Linked DNA regions of Anas platyrhynchos: region 2 is linked to region 1. Evidence: chromatin contacts called from public Hi-C data. All regions are on one chromosome and are shown on one strand. The core of a region is the stretch at or near the end of the contact, and the rest is flanking DNA. Distances in the headings are between cores, read along the strand shown. Region 1 holds the start of KMT2C (lysine methyltransferase 2C). Region 2 overlaps KMT2C (lysine methyltransferase 2C).

What was found. Hi-C and Micro-C count contacts between places; a contact is called where the count stands out from the background.
Region 2: a Hi-C map of liver shows a contact between it and region 1, with 1.9 times the contacts expected there. The contact joins the enhancer-like site here to the promoter of KMT2C in region 1. A contact is called at or near these places in 3 of 8 Hi-C or Micro-C datasets (F5 follicle, liver and skeletal muscle).

The regions. Positions count from the first base shown.
Region 1 is chr2:152,509,553-152,515,632 of IASCAAS_PekinDuck_T2T, reverse strand. It overlaps KMT2C (lysine methyltransferase 2C), which reads right to left and starts at 2,785. Exons shown (of 61, transcript XM_072033849.1): 1 at 2,216-2,785; 2 at 1,928-2,104. The coding sequence starts at 2,103. LOC106020083 (a long non-coding RNA gene) reads left to right here and starts at 1,145. Exons shown (of 4, transcript XR_011807116.1): 1 at 1,145-1,730; 2 at 2,109-2,274; 3 at 4,919-6,080.
Region 2 is chr2:152,565,749-152,571,828 of IASCAAS_PekinDuck_T2T, reverse strand. It overlaps KMT2C (lysine methyltransferase 2C), which reads right to left. Exons shown (of 61, transcript XM_072033849.1): 4 at 667-805. Among named protein-coding and RNA genes, the nearest start is that of KMT2C, 56 kb to the right of the region's middle. Within about 2 kb of position 2,773, at least 2 of the 8 cell types and tissues checked have an H3K27ac peak or open chromatin away from gene starts, as enhancers often do.

The sequences.
Region 1 (6,080 bases), core at 1,536-4,035:
TTTTAACTTTTGTCTCAGCTAATTTCATTTCTTACACAGACGCTTCTACTCATGTCAGCAGAAGTACATATTTTTACAGCAAAATCTACTTTCCTCCTAAAACCAGTTGACAATATTCCCACGGCACCAAAAACCTATCTGAAAAAAAGGAATTACCTCTTCAGAGCCCACTTTTCGTCAAGAGCATGCACTCAGCCTCAAGTTGGCACACAAGATATGTCAGTTTTCTCTGATAGTGCTAGTTTGCCTTTCGGACAGACCGGTCATTTCCAAGGGATTTACATTTTTCTTCCTATAACAACTTCTAATATAAAAGCACTCGAGGTTTTCTGCTCAAGGCTTGGCTTCAACGTGTAGAAATAAAGTATGTAAAACTAAGCATAAAGCTGATGAACCTAGTAACTTTACTGCATATATATATGCTTGGAAACTACTTTCAGGTATGGTTATGAGAAAATTTGTACCAAACACGGAAAACGATGAGGAGAAAGCCGCAAGCACTGCACCAACACCAGAACCAGGGGGTGAACGCTTGGATCTTTCAAGCACAACTTTCGACAGGGAAAAAAGCCACACAACCCAACCTACGGATGGTTGTGTCCTGGACTATTTACGCCACACGGAGCTGGAAAAAAAACAAATTATTGTAGAGGAAAATACCCTCTCCGGTGCGTGCTTCCTGCACAGCAGGCTCCCTCCCTGGTGCTTTGGCAATCCGGGCTGAAATTCAGCGAGGCCTGAGGCGGGCGTTGGGCACGGGGCGAGCTGCTCACCTGGCTGTACGCACCCGGCCGGAGCAGCCCTTGAACACAAAGGGAAGGCAGCTCGAAATCCCCTGGGCTGTCCCCCACAGCCTGAATTTCTCTGCGGCTCCCAGCCACGCTCCTTCAGCCCCACGTCCCTGGCCGGCTTTGTCCTGCTCCTGCTGCCCTCGGCTCCTCAGGGAGCCTGCCGCCTGGCCTTCCCCCAGCACCGAGCACGTAGCAGCGGCCCAGCAGCCTCCCCCGCTTCCCTAAACCCCGCTTCCCCAAGCCCCGGCTCCCTAAAACCCCATCTCTGAGCTCTTTTTTCCACCCCCCCAAGTTTGCTCGGGGCTGAGGGGAGCGGGGGGCCCCCCTGAGGAGCGGAGGCGCTCGGCGGCGGCGGCCGTTGTGGGGCGGCCGCTGTGGGGCTAACGAGCGCCATAGCACCCCGAAAGTCCCCTCGATTAAGGGCAGTCTGTCACAGCAAAGGGGCTGGCAGCCCCCCCTAAAACCCCGTTGTGTCCCCACCAAGCTCTGCCGTGCTTCGCCGCTGTCTCCCCCCCCTCCTCTATGCGAGGGCAGCCGCTTGACAGCTCCCCGAGCAGCGCCCTCAGCCTCCGGGCGCCTCAAAGTCCTGCCCCAACTTTGTGTGTGTGTGTGTGTGTGTGTGTGCCGGGGGGGTGCCATCGCCAGCCACTTAGGGCAAAAAAAAACATCTTTTTTTTTTTTTTGCCTCAAAAGGGAGAAAAAATGGGAAGGCTGCCGTGGAAAGCTGGGGATATTAGATCCGATATCCAGGCGACGCCGAAGGAAGGAGAGTCCTGGAGGAGAAGGGAGCCCGAAAAGGAGGAAGGGGGAAGGTGCAAAGGCAGGGGGGGAAGGAGGAAGAAGGGGGAAGAGCTGGCGAGAAACTCCGAAGAAAGAGGGAAAGAAAACAGGGACGGCGAAAGAAAAGTGAAAAGGGAAAACGGGCGGAGGAAGACAAAGGTGAAAAAGGAGGAGGAGGAGGAGGGGAAAGTGCAAAGGGGAGAGGAGGAGAAGAAAGAAGGGCCCCTCTCAAAATGGCATTGGGCAGGAGGGAGGGGGCGACGAGCGGCGAGGCTCTGCTGACAGCTCTGCCTGCGCCTGGCCGCCTGCCCCCTGCCCCTCGGTGCCTCGCACACACACACACACGCTGAACTTACTTCTTTCTGGCTCTCTGGAAAGGGGAAGCGCCATCTTTGCGAGGCCGGCCCCTAGGTCTTTTGTCTGTGGCTGCTGCTGCTGCTGCTGCTGGGGGGGGAGCTCCAGGCTCGGGGGGTTGCTGCTGCTGAGGCGGCTCCACCACCGCCACCACCAGACTCTTGTCCTCCGTTGACATCCTAGTCAGCAGGACGAGAGAGACACATGGATGATGATGATGGGGATGAAGATGAGGATGGTGATGGGGATCCCGATGCTCCTCCTGCTCCCGCGGCTCCTCTCCTCCTCACCTCCGCCTCCTCCACCTCCGCCTCGCATCGCTGGCCTCAGCCGCCGCCGACCAGCACAGGTAGCAGGGGGAGCAGCATGGGGGAGAGCAGCAGCAGCAGCAGGAGGAGGAGGAGGAGGAGGAGGAGGGGAAGGGAGGGCGAGAAGGGAGGGAGGGAGCGGGGAGAGGCGGGCGGGGGGGGGGGGGGGGTGCGAAGAGAAAGAGCGCGGAGGAAGGAAGGGTCTCGCACACAATAACACCCCCTCCCCGGCTCGGCGGGCTCCGTCGGGGCCCGGGGCGGGGGGGGGGGATGGATAAAAAGGCGGAGAAGCGAAGGAGAGGCGGTGGCGGCTGATCCCTGCCGCTGGGCTCCCCCCTTCTCAGAGGCCCCGGGAGCTGGCGGCTGTGGTGGTGGTGGCGGCTGTGGTGGTGGTGGCGGCTCCTGCGCTGCCCGGCTGCGGCGGCCGCCGCTTCATTGTAGGGCGGCCCCGCGCCCTCCCCCCGCGCACAGCCCCCGGGGGCGGAGGAGGAGCAGGAGCAGGCGGCGGTGGTGGTGGTGGTGGTGGAAGTTTTGACAGCTCCAGCTGGTGTGTGTGTGTGTATGTGTGTGTGTATGTGTGTGTGTATGTGTGTGTGTATATGTGTGCCGAGTCCGGCCGGGCTCCTCGTCCCCTTCCCAGCCGGGCCGGGAGCAGGAAGTTTAACTTTTTGGGGGAACAGCAGGGGAGGAGGAAGGGTGAAAAAGGGGGAGGAGAGCGCTCTCCCCTCCCTCCCTCCCTCCCTGCTTGCCTTCCCTCCCTCCCTCCCTTCCTTCCCCGCGGGGAGGAGAAGGGATCCCGGCGCTGCCCCGTCACCCCCCCCTCACCCCCCTCCCTTCCCTTCCACCCCAACCTCCGCCTCCCTTTTCCCTTCCCTTCCCCCCCGACACATCGACGCGGCAGCCGCCCTGCCGCGGCCCCACACTGCGCCTGCCCGGCCCGGCCCGCCCGGCCCCGGGCGCCGCCACCCCGCCGCCGCCGCTGACCTCACGGGCGGGCTGCGGGGAAAGCGCGGAGCGGGGCACGGCTCGGGACGGGGGCTCCCCGTCGCCTCCCAGCCCTTTTATTTATTTATTTTTTGTGTGTGTATGTGTGTTTTTTTGTTTTTTTTTTTAAGTTATTTTACAACACAGCGCGGCGCACGGTGCCACCCCCCCCCCCCCCCAATCGGGGAACCCCACAGCACCAGCCCCACACGCACAGCCGGGAAGGGAAGGGAAGGGAAGGGAAGGGAAGGGAAGGGAAGGGAAGGGAAGGGAAGGGAAGGGAAGGGAAGGGAAGGGAAGGGAAGGGAAGGGAAGGGAAGGGAAGGAGGGGGGGGGAGAGCAGAGTTCAGCGCTGCGTGCGGGGGAGACAAAGTCTGCGGAGCGTGGCCGCCTTCCAGCAACTCCTGCTGGAACAGCTGCGGCCGCTCGGGGCCCTCCCCCGGGCAGGGGCCTCGCTGGCTGCCTGCCCGCCCGGCTGCGCCGCGGCGAGGCGAAGGCGGGGTTCGGGCCAGGCGGGGTTCCAGAGCGTTTCATGCGGTCCCCGGGGCCCGGAGGGACTCGCTCCGAGCCCAGCCGGGGGCGAGCGGGGCAGCGCCGCGCCCAGGGGCTCGGTCCCCGGGGCCCGGCAGCGCCGCGGGCTCGGCTGAGGGGCGCCGCCCTGAGGGAGCCCCTGAGGCGGCCCCCGCCGCCCGCCCTCAGCCGGGCAGCGCCGCGGGGCCCCTCAGCCGGGGCCGGCCTCCTTCCCTCCCTCCTTCTCCCCTTCTCTCCCTCCTTCTCCTTTTCCCTCCCTCCTTCTCGCCTTCCCTCCCTCCTTCTCCTTTTCCCTCCCTCCTTCTCGCCTTCCCTCCCTCCTTCCCTCCCTCAGCCCAGTGCCCGCTGCTCCTCCCGGCCGTGAGGTGAGCCCCTGAGGGGCTCCCTCCTCGCCCCACTTGTACGTGTTGCACAAGTTCTCCGAGCTCCCACACAGCCGTGGGCAGCGATAGCGGCTTGGTGTCAATAAATACACGAGAAAAGCTCCGAGAGCCTCGCTCGGGACGTTTCTGGCCTTTGTCACCCAAGGGTTTGGGCGCTGTGTTGAGGTCAGGGTGGTAAAAAGCTGGCCTGAGGTAGCGCACTGAAGGGTGAGCACAATTTGGGGATGTAAAAATAAGCACAGAGCACTCCGGACCCTAACGCTGTGCCTCCTCACCAACATTTTCACTTGTCAGCTTCAGAAGTACCAAATTAAAGATGACGTGCTGTGGCAACCGCAGCTTTTGCTGGCCTGTTTTCTTGGGAACTCTTTCATAACAAAAAGCCTCCCTTGGTTCGTTCCCCAGGTAATTAAATAAGATCTTCGTGATACTTTCCTATCTATTCGTGGAGATAAAGGCGATACATTTATCTCCATCTCTATACAAACGCACACGTACGTATGCATAATTATACAAAGCCACTCAGTTCCTCAGCCATGCAAAGACAACTGCTGGATTATTGGCGCGACTTCCTTGGCCCGACTGCTGAAAATGTACCAATTCCTGCCAAATTAAAAAATACGTTCTAAGCCAAACATTTGTATTACAGTGTCCCTACATGACCACAAAGGTGTACTGCTCATAGGACTTCAGATAGGGGAGCTTAGATGTTTACATGTTGTCTAATACATCAAATTTTGTTAGGCAAGCGAACGTAAATTAACAGAAAACATTTCATCCTGCGCAGGCCCAGGCTTGGGTGGAAGGGAAGGGCAGGGAGAGGGAAGCGAAAGGCCACAGCCTCCACACAGCCGGATCAGCGGCGTGGCATTTGCTGGAGTTGCCAGGTTGCCATCTGGCCTGTTAAAAAAATGGCCATCTCCTGAAATAATGACTGTGCGAGCGCGGATCCACTGCGCATGCGCTGCGGCTTGGGTGAGTCTAGGATGTGTCAGAGCTACTATGCATGTGCAAATTGATTTGAGCTTAGACACGTGAGCATGCTGTGGGCTCAGCTCAACTGCTAGGTGTATGAGGAATAACTGTCACAGCCCACAGCAGAGAGACGTTCAGTGAAACCAACCGATTTTGCTTGTACATGCGTGGTTCATCCAGTCATGCCATTTAAATATTGTTTAGTTTCTTTAGGCCCACTGTAAGTAGTTGATGTTTGGCGATTTTTTTATATTATTTTAACGCAGATATGTGGTTAGCAGTGTTTTAACTTTTTTCTCCATTGTTTCCAATATCGACTATGTTTATACATCCTTATCACAATACAAAATCCTGGCGCTAGCTTTGGTTTAGCATGGTCTAGGACAAGAGCGTGTTAAGGGACTGATGCCCATTAGTCACAGGGACGTGCATTATCTCCTTACATGTCAGAACAAAGCCGGGCAGGTCTGCTCTGTAAACTGCTGCTGCCATTGCTGTGGCAATCAAAGGTGTGAAGGACTGAAAGAGACTTGTGAGCAGGAGCCCAAGGCAGAGATGGACTTGCAGGAAAGTGTAGATTTGCTAGCATTATTTATATCCCTCAGTGATGGCAGGGGGACAAGCTAGGAGAAGCGGTGTCACCAAATATAAATCCTGTGTAGGAGTGCTTTGTTGATTAAGGACATTTGAACAGCTTTGTCAGGAAGATTTTTAAGTTTATAACTGGCCCATGCTACCCAGCTATTATAAATTATCTTGGCATGGAAAAAGCACATTTTTACAACAAAGACATAATATTAAATGAACAGGCCCTCTGCTTTACTGAATGTTAAGAGATCTTCCAGTTCAGTGTAAACTAACTCAGGTGAACTGAGACACCTATATTTATTTATTTATTTATTTATTTATATATTTAGTTTTGTTTTGTTTTTTAACTTCCAAGGGCAGGCAACTTTGAAACTTTCAGCTAGAAT
Region 2 (6,080 bases), core at 1,524-4,023, 56 kb before region 1:
CAGCCAACGAGAACTGCTACTGGGTTAAAAGCTGTTAGCAGGGCTTCATCACAGAAGCTCTGCTAGAATTCTGTGATACCGTTTCAACAGTGATCACAGGCAGCGTGTTTTCATTTTCCCCAAATAATGTAATTACATATAATTAATACTTTCACTGATTTTGAGGCAATTTATACTGACAACAAGTTGGAAAAAAACACAGTAATGCTATTTTCTTTATTATGAATTCTTAAATAAGGAAAAAATATAGTAGAATTTGCAAGAGATTTTTTTTTATCTTCCTGAAAACACAGGAATACAAACTGAAACTTAAGAAACAATTGTACATGGATTTGCTTATACACCGTTTTCTCTGCAAGAACACTTCAGTAATCACATTTTATCTCCTATCACTTATATCTGTTTTAATTTAAACAGCTAATATGCTGTAATCCGAGGGTTTACGAGTGTAATCTGAGGACAACACTCAAGAAACATGCTTTTCACCTTGATCTCCCTCTGCACCAATTAAGCCATCAGTCTCAAACACAAGAGCTGCCAACACAGGCTGCCGTTACTAATACTTCAAAGCACCAGCAGCGTGTCCTGAGTCTGTGTTCCAAGTACTCTGTGCCCCGTTACTCAACTCCTAGCCCTGCCCCAGCACCCATCTCCTCACTTACTCACCTGGTTTTCGCTTCGACACCAACAGAGGCGGTGGAGCTTGCAGACTCCTCAGACACTGAGCGCTGAAGGACTGGTGTTAGCTGCTTGGTGCTGTCCACTTCTGCTTGGGCATCTTCTTCTGCAGACTGCTCTTTGACTTCTGTTTAAAAAATAGTAATTAATTGTTATTTAATTTGACTACTAAAACCAGACCTGTAAGAAGGTGACGCAAACATCTATGTTATTTATAGACAGATTAACCCATGTAACTGTCAACAGACGCAACAGAAGTAAGAAAATATTATCTTTTACACCTAAAACATGAAACTGAATGTTTGTTAAGTTATTTACATACTGTAGCACATGATCATGAATTGAAGATGTTCAATCAGCAATGAGGAATAGGATGGGGAGGGTGTTGCTCAACAACAAACAGCCTTTTCATACAAGGCTGCAGTTTTACATGCATTTCCAGCAAGCATCATGCAGAAGGGCTGCCAAAAGCAGCGCTCTCCTTCTCCGTGCATCTCCTATTCTGCGCCCGCATTTTCATCCCACACCAAGTACCAGGGTGACCACAATAACTGGGGTTATAATATACCTTTTTTTCCTCACAGGTTAGCTTTAACTCTCATCAATTCCCTGCTCTAGTTCATTCCCGATTACACTAACTCTTTGCTGGCACAGGGCTGGAGTGCTGAAGGAAGGAAGGAAATGATTTATGCCAGCTTCATGTCCACGTTGAACTGTTGGAATATATTCTGCAGTTTGTGCAGATCCCTTTAATTTACATTAGTTGTTAGACAGAAATATATACATCTACAGCTGACAAAGCTTCTGTTTGTCTAGAAAGTTTCTTTCTGAGCAGAAACACGAAACAACAAGTGGCCACTGTGTGTGCAACTTCAATTCTACTCCCGTTCAGTCCTGTCCTTTGCACTGAGTGAGTCAGGCGTTTGTCAGGAGAGCACTGCAGGGCGTCGCTCTGGGCTTACTGGCACACGGAGGCACCAGGGAAGGGAGCTGGTCAAGGCTGGAGAGCAATAAAACATGGTATATCTGCACTCCTCTACACCTTCATTTCGAAACCTAAGCAGGAACAATTACAGGTCTCCGACTGATGCTCTTTGGCACATCCAGCTTAAGACGCTCTGAAAAACGATTAATGCACGTTTCGCAAGACAAGCAAATATTGCAAAAGATAAATGGTTCAAGTGGAGACCTGGATGGCTAGGAGAATCTGCGACATAGGTGGGCATGCAAAAAAGCTGCTACACACTTTAATCTTACAAGAAAGAACAATAAAAGAGGAAAAGCCTTAGGACAAAAGACTGCAACTTGAGGAGAGCCTATCTTGGTCTGTTGTACTGAAATACATCCACTGGAGCAGATCAAGAAGGGGAAATCTTTTCTGTTTGATACAGAAAGATTTAAGCAAAATTATTCTTTAACCTAAAGTGAACTCATTTAGGGAGACACTGTATAATGTGTAAAACCCTTGATGAATGCATCCAAAAGTATTTAAGAGAACCACAAAATTGAGAAAAAAAAAAGTATAAGAAATTCCTGTTCCTGACTGGGTGTGCCAGGTATTTGAGCTGGTGTAAGCTGGAACTGCTTCACTTATTTCAGTCAAGCTGCTGAGTGCCACACATCTGAAATGGTTTTGGACCTCTGAAACATCCAAAAATGACTACCTGCTGCAAGGCCACATGGCTCACTTCAAAACCAGTCCACTAACCTGTCCTCAAAAAGGAAAAAAAACAAGATTCTGGACAAACACTTCACACTAAATAAATGCCCTGCCAAGAATATCTGCCTTGCAACACTCAACTATATAGATATATATATATAAAACAACAACACCTACAGACCAAAATATCCTTTGTTTTTGGCCCATCTGAACAAACAATCCCTACAGTCATTCCTGGACTAGGAAAAGGGCAGTGTCCAACAGAGCCCTTCAGAACAAGCTTTAGTTAGTTTCCAAAGTATGTTGGATCTAAAAGATGATTTTATGTAAGTAACCCCAACATTTCTAAGCAATCTCAATTAAGAGCACAGACTCCTTCATATTAGAGATCAGAGGAGAGCTGTAGCGTGTCTTGGAGGGTGCACCACCAGTTGTGTACAACTCATGGACACCTACAAGACAGGCAGATTCTAAATCTCAAAATAAACCCGTAACACAGCCTGGGATACATGAAGTACTCAAGAAAACCCAACACAGCCTGGGACAGCCATGCATGAAGTGCTCAAGGAAGACCAGCAGAAACTGTGGCCTTGCTCTGATTCACCTTGACACCTTTAATTAACCCAGCTGAACTCCAAAAGAAAGGAACTTTCCTGTATTTTGTGCCTGCAAAAACTTTCAAGTAAGCAAAAATCATTTATTTCATCTCACTACAACATTAATGGAAATCCACAACAGTAGAAATGCAAAGTCTGTGCCCACCAAGAGCACTGCAAGGAGACACGTCCCAGTGCTCCGTCACCCTCCCCGTGAAGAAGTTCTCTGGCATGTTGGTGAGGAACTTCCTGGGCTCCATTTTGTGGCCATTGCCCCTTGTCCTGTCCCCAGAAACCACTGAGAAGAGGTTGCCCATATCCCTCTGTCTCCCACATTTCAGGTATTTACAGGTACTGGTAAGATCCCTCCCTCAGTCTTCCTTTCTCAAGGCTGAACAGACCCAGGCCTCTCAGCCTTGCCTCATCATCTTTGTGACCCTCTGCAGGACTCCTTCCAGGAGATCCCCACCTTTTTTATACCAGGTAACCCAGAACAGGACTGGGCTCCAAGCTTTCTGACAGAAAATTCAAGAAGAACAGAGGTAACGACCTTCCTGAGCCAAGCTCCTAGGATGCAGGAGCCCTGTACCGGGGATCTCCTTATCACCACCTCAGAGACGTTCCTGAAGCGCCAGGCCTAACGCCTTCACTGCTTTCCACTGTACTTAATGAACTTCCTTCAGACTTGGCTATGGCTTCCTACTTTGAAGTTTCTGGGAATGAAGGAACCATGAATGATTAATAAATGTGAGGCTCATTTGCAGATTCCCATACAAGGCTTTATTTTGCATCCTATTTCCATGACGGCTCCTGTCCCGCTTCAGGTCTGGCCCAATGAGGCGGTGGGGGAACCGGGAACTGAAGGACCTAATTGTGAAATTCCCCACTGTAAGTTCTTGCTTTGTTGTTTTTGTTTTAACGTCACCATAATCCAACAGGAAACACAGCATTTAAAAAAAATATTTATTTGAAGAGAGCACTTCTTCCCCACCTGACTGGTGAGGAGGGGAAGGCCTTCTTTTCTCAGGTACGTTAAGAGAAATCCCCCAAGGTGCAAGGAGGGAAGTACATCTAGGTGCAAGATAACTTAGCACATTGCCCATGAAATGATGACAAGCCCATGGCATCGTGCACATTGTTACCACATCTCTGAGGAGGCAAACAGGTAGTTAGCTACTCGGGGAGACAGGAGACAAATATACAGGAGAAGGAGCAGGGTTAGGAAAATTTACAGCACGTGTATTAAATTTCTCTTTTAATTAACACTCACAGCCTTCGCCTAAAGATGGGGCTTTGGGGTGAAAAGATAAGCCCTTAGGTTTTACATTATTTAAGAAGTCATTCCCAAATTTCTTATGAGGAAACAAAATCTGTCTCCTAGAGTTCTGCATTTTAAGCATTCAAAAATTTATTTCCGTAATAGTTATTTTTTTATTCCTCCTTCTGGAGCAGAAGACAGCAAATACCCAAGGACAAAACCATGGTACACCACCCCCATCATGACACAGAGTGCCCACTTTCCCAACATTAGCTGCTTTCCTTCCTTACCCTGCCTATAGAGAGGCTTGTGTCTATCAGAACAACTGTGCTGACACCTCCCTCTTTTCCTGCTCCATCTTCAGATGTAGGGGACACGCAGGTTCACAGGTGGGAGCCCTGCGTTTCTGAGAGCTCATCAGGGGCACCAGGTCCCTTCCAGGCTGTCGTGGGCATGCGGGGAACGAGGACACTGGGGATGGCTGCAATGGAGTTACGCGATCACAGTTTTCTTTGGGGACAGGATGAAGCAAGAGTGATGAAGCAACACTGGCTAAAGGTCTGATCTGCTCCCTTTTCTGTTTTCTGGAAATCACAAGACGCTATCCTGCAAGCCACCTGGGGAAGTCCACAGCAAGATAAGGCAACATACGTGCGGACTGCTATGGCAACGGGGCAAAGAAAAGACACCAGCAGATCCAAAAGCTGGGTTGTTTGTATTGGAGGGAGGGGTTGGGTGTTCATCTTTGTTTGTTTTTCAACATTAGGAACTGTTTTCCAAGTCAAAACCTGAAAATAATGTCCAAAAAATCTCTTTTCAAATCTTGTGAGAGTATTCAGTACATAGTGCTCCTGAGAGGGAAGGGAGGGGGATATCAAAACAGCTGCCATAAACATAAAATAAAAACCCTACTGCTGTTTAGATGCGACGAGGTGGTTGTTTAACCAATTTACTGGTTGCTGTCAGACCTACTTGTAATTTGGCAGCCAACAAAGCACGTGCTAGGAGCTTTGCAAAACCCCCAACACGAGCAGAAAGCGTTCCAGGCTGGAAAACACCAGTACCACCGCGTACAGCCGGGGCATTCCAGGGGTCTCAGCTGCTGCTCACTGAGATGTCTTCTGCAGGAGGGAATAATAAGTTCTTAACTATCAGATGCAATTGTTATCTTTGCACAAAAAGGGGCACTGCTGCGGCAGATAATGCCAAACGGGACCAAGGGCTGTGCACAGCCTTGTAGGGGGCTGCGGAAATACCAGCAACATCAAAACGCTCCCGTTTTCGGCAGGGGAAACAAAGGAAGAAAACAGGTCAGTGCAACAACATGGAAATAAATCCTAACAAAGGATGTAAATGATGAATTTACACACGGAGGTGGTTGCCAATAGCTCCTGGCACTACCTGCTTCTACCTAAACTTCACTGAGTTTGTGGCCATACATTCTGCTACTAAAATCATAACTGGGGGTTAAAGGGACAAAAGCAGACTGCCAGTAATGGCCAACACATGAACCAATCCTCCACAGACAGAGGGAAACATTCTGCATCTAAAGTCAGCACTGCAAAATTCACTCCACAATACCACGTACAACCATCAGAAGTACTTTTTTCCCAAGTGATGCACATGCTGTATTTGAAGACCTCTACATACCCCTTTTCCCCCTATTTGAAAGGAGGTAAAGCACTGCGATGTCTATGACAGTCATTACACATGGAGACAAGAAGAAAGCCCACATTTATTCTTTCATCCATTTCAGTGTGGATGTTAACTCTTCATTCAAACAGACATTTTATAGAGGAAAAAAAACCTCTGTGTAAATTTTGTACCTGCTATAAAATGAAAATAAGGCTTTTGGTGTATGACTGTCTAAGCTAATTGATGTCATTAC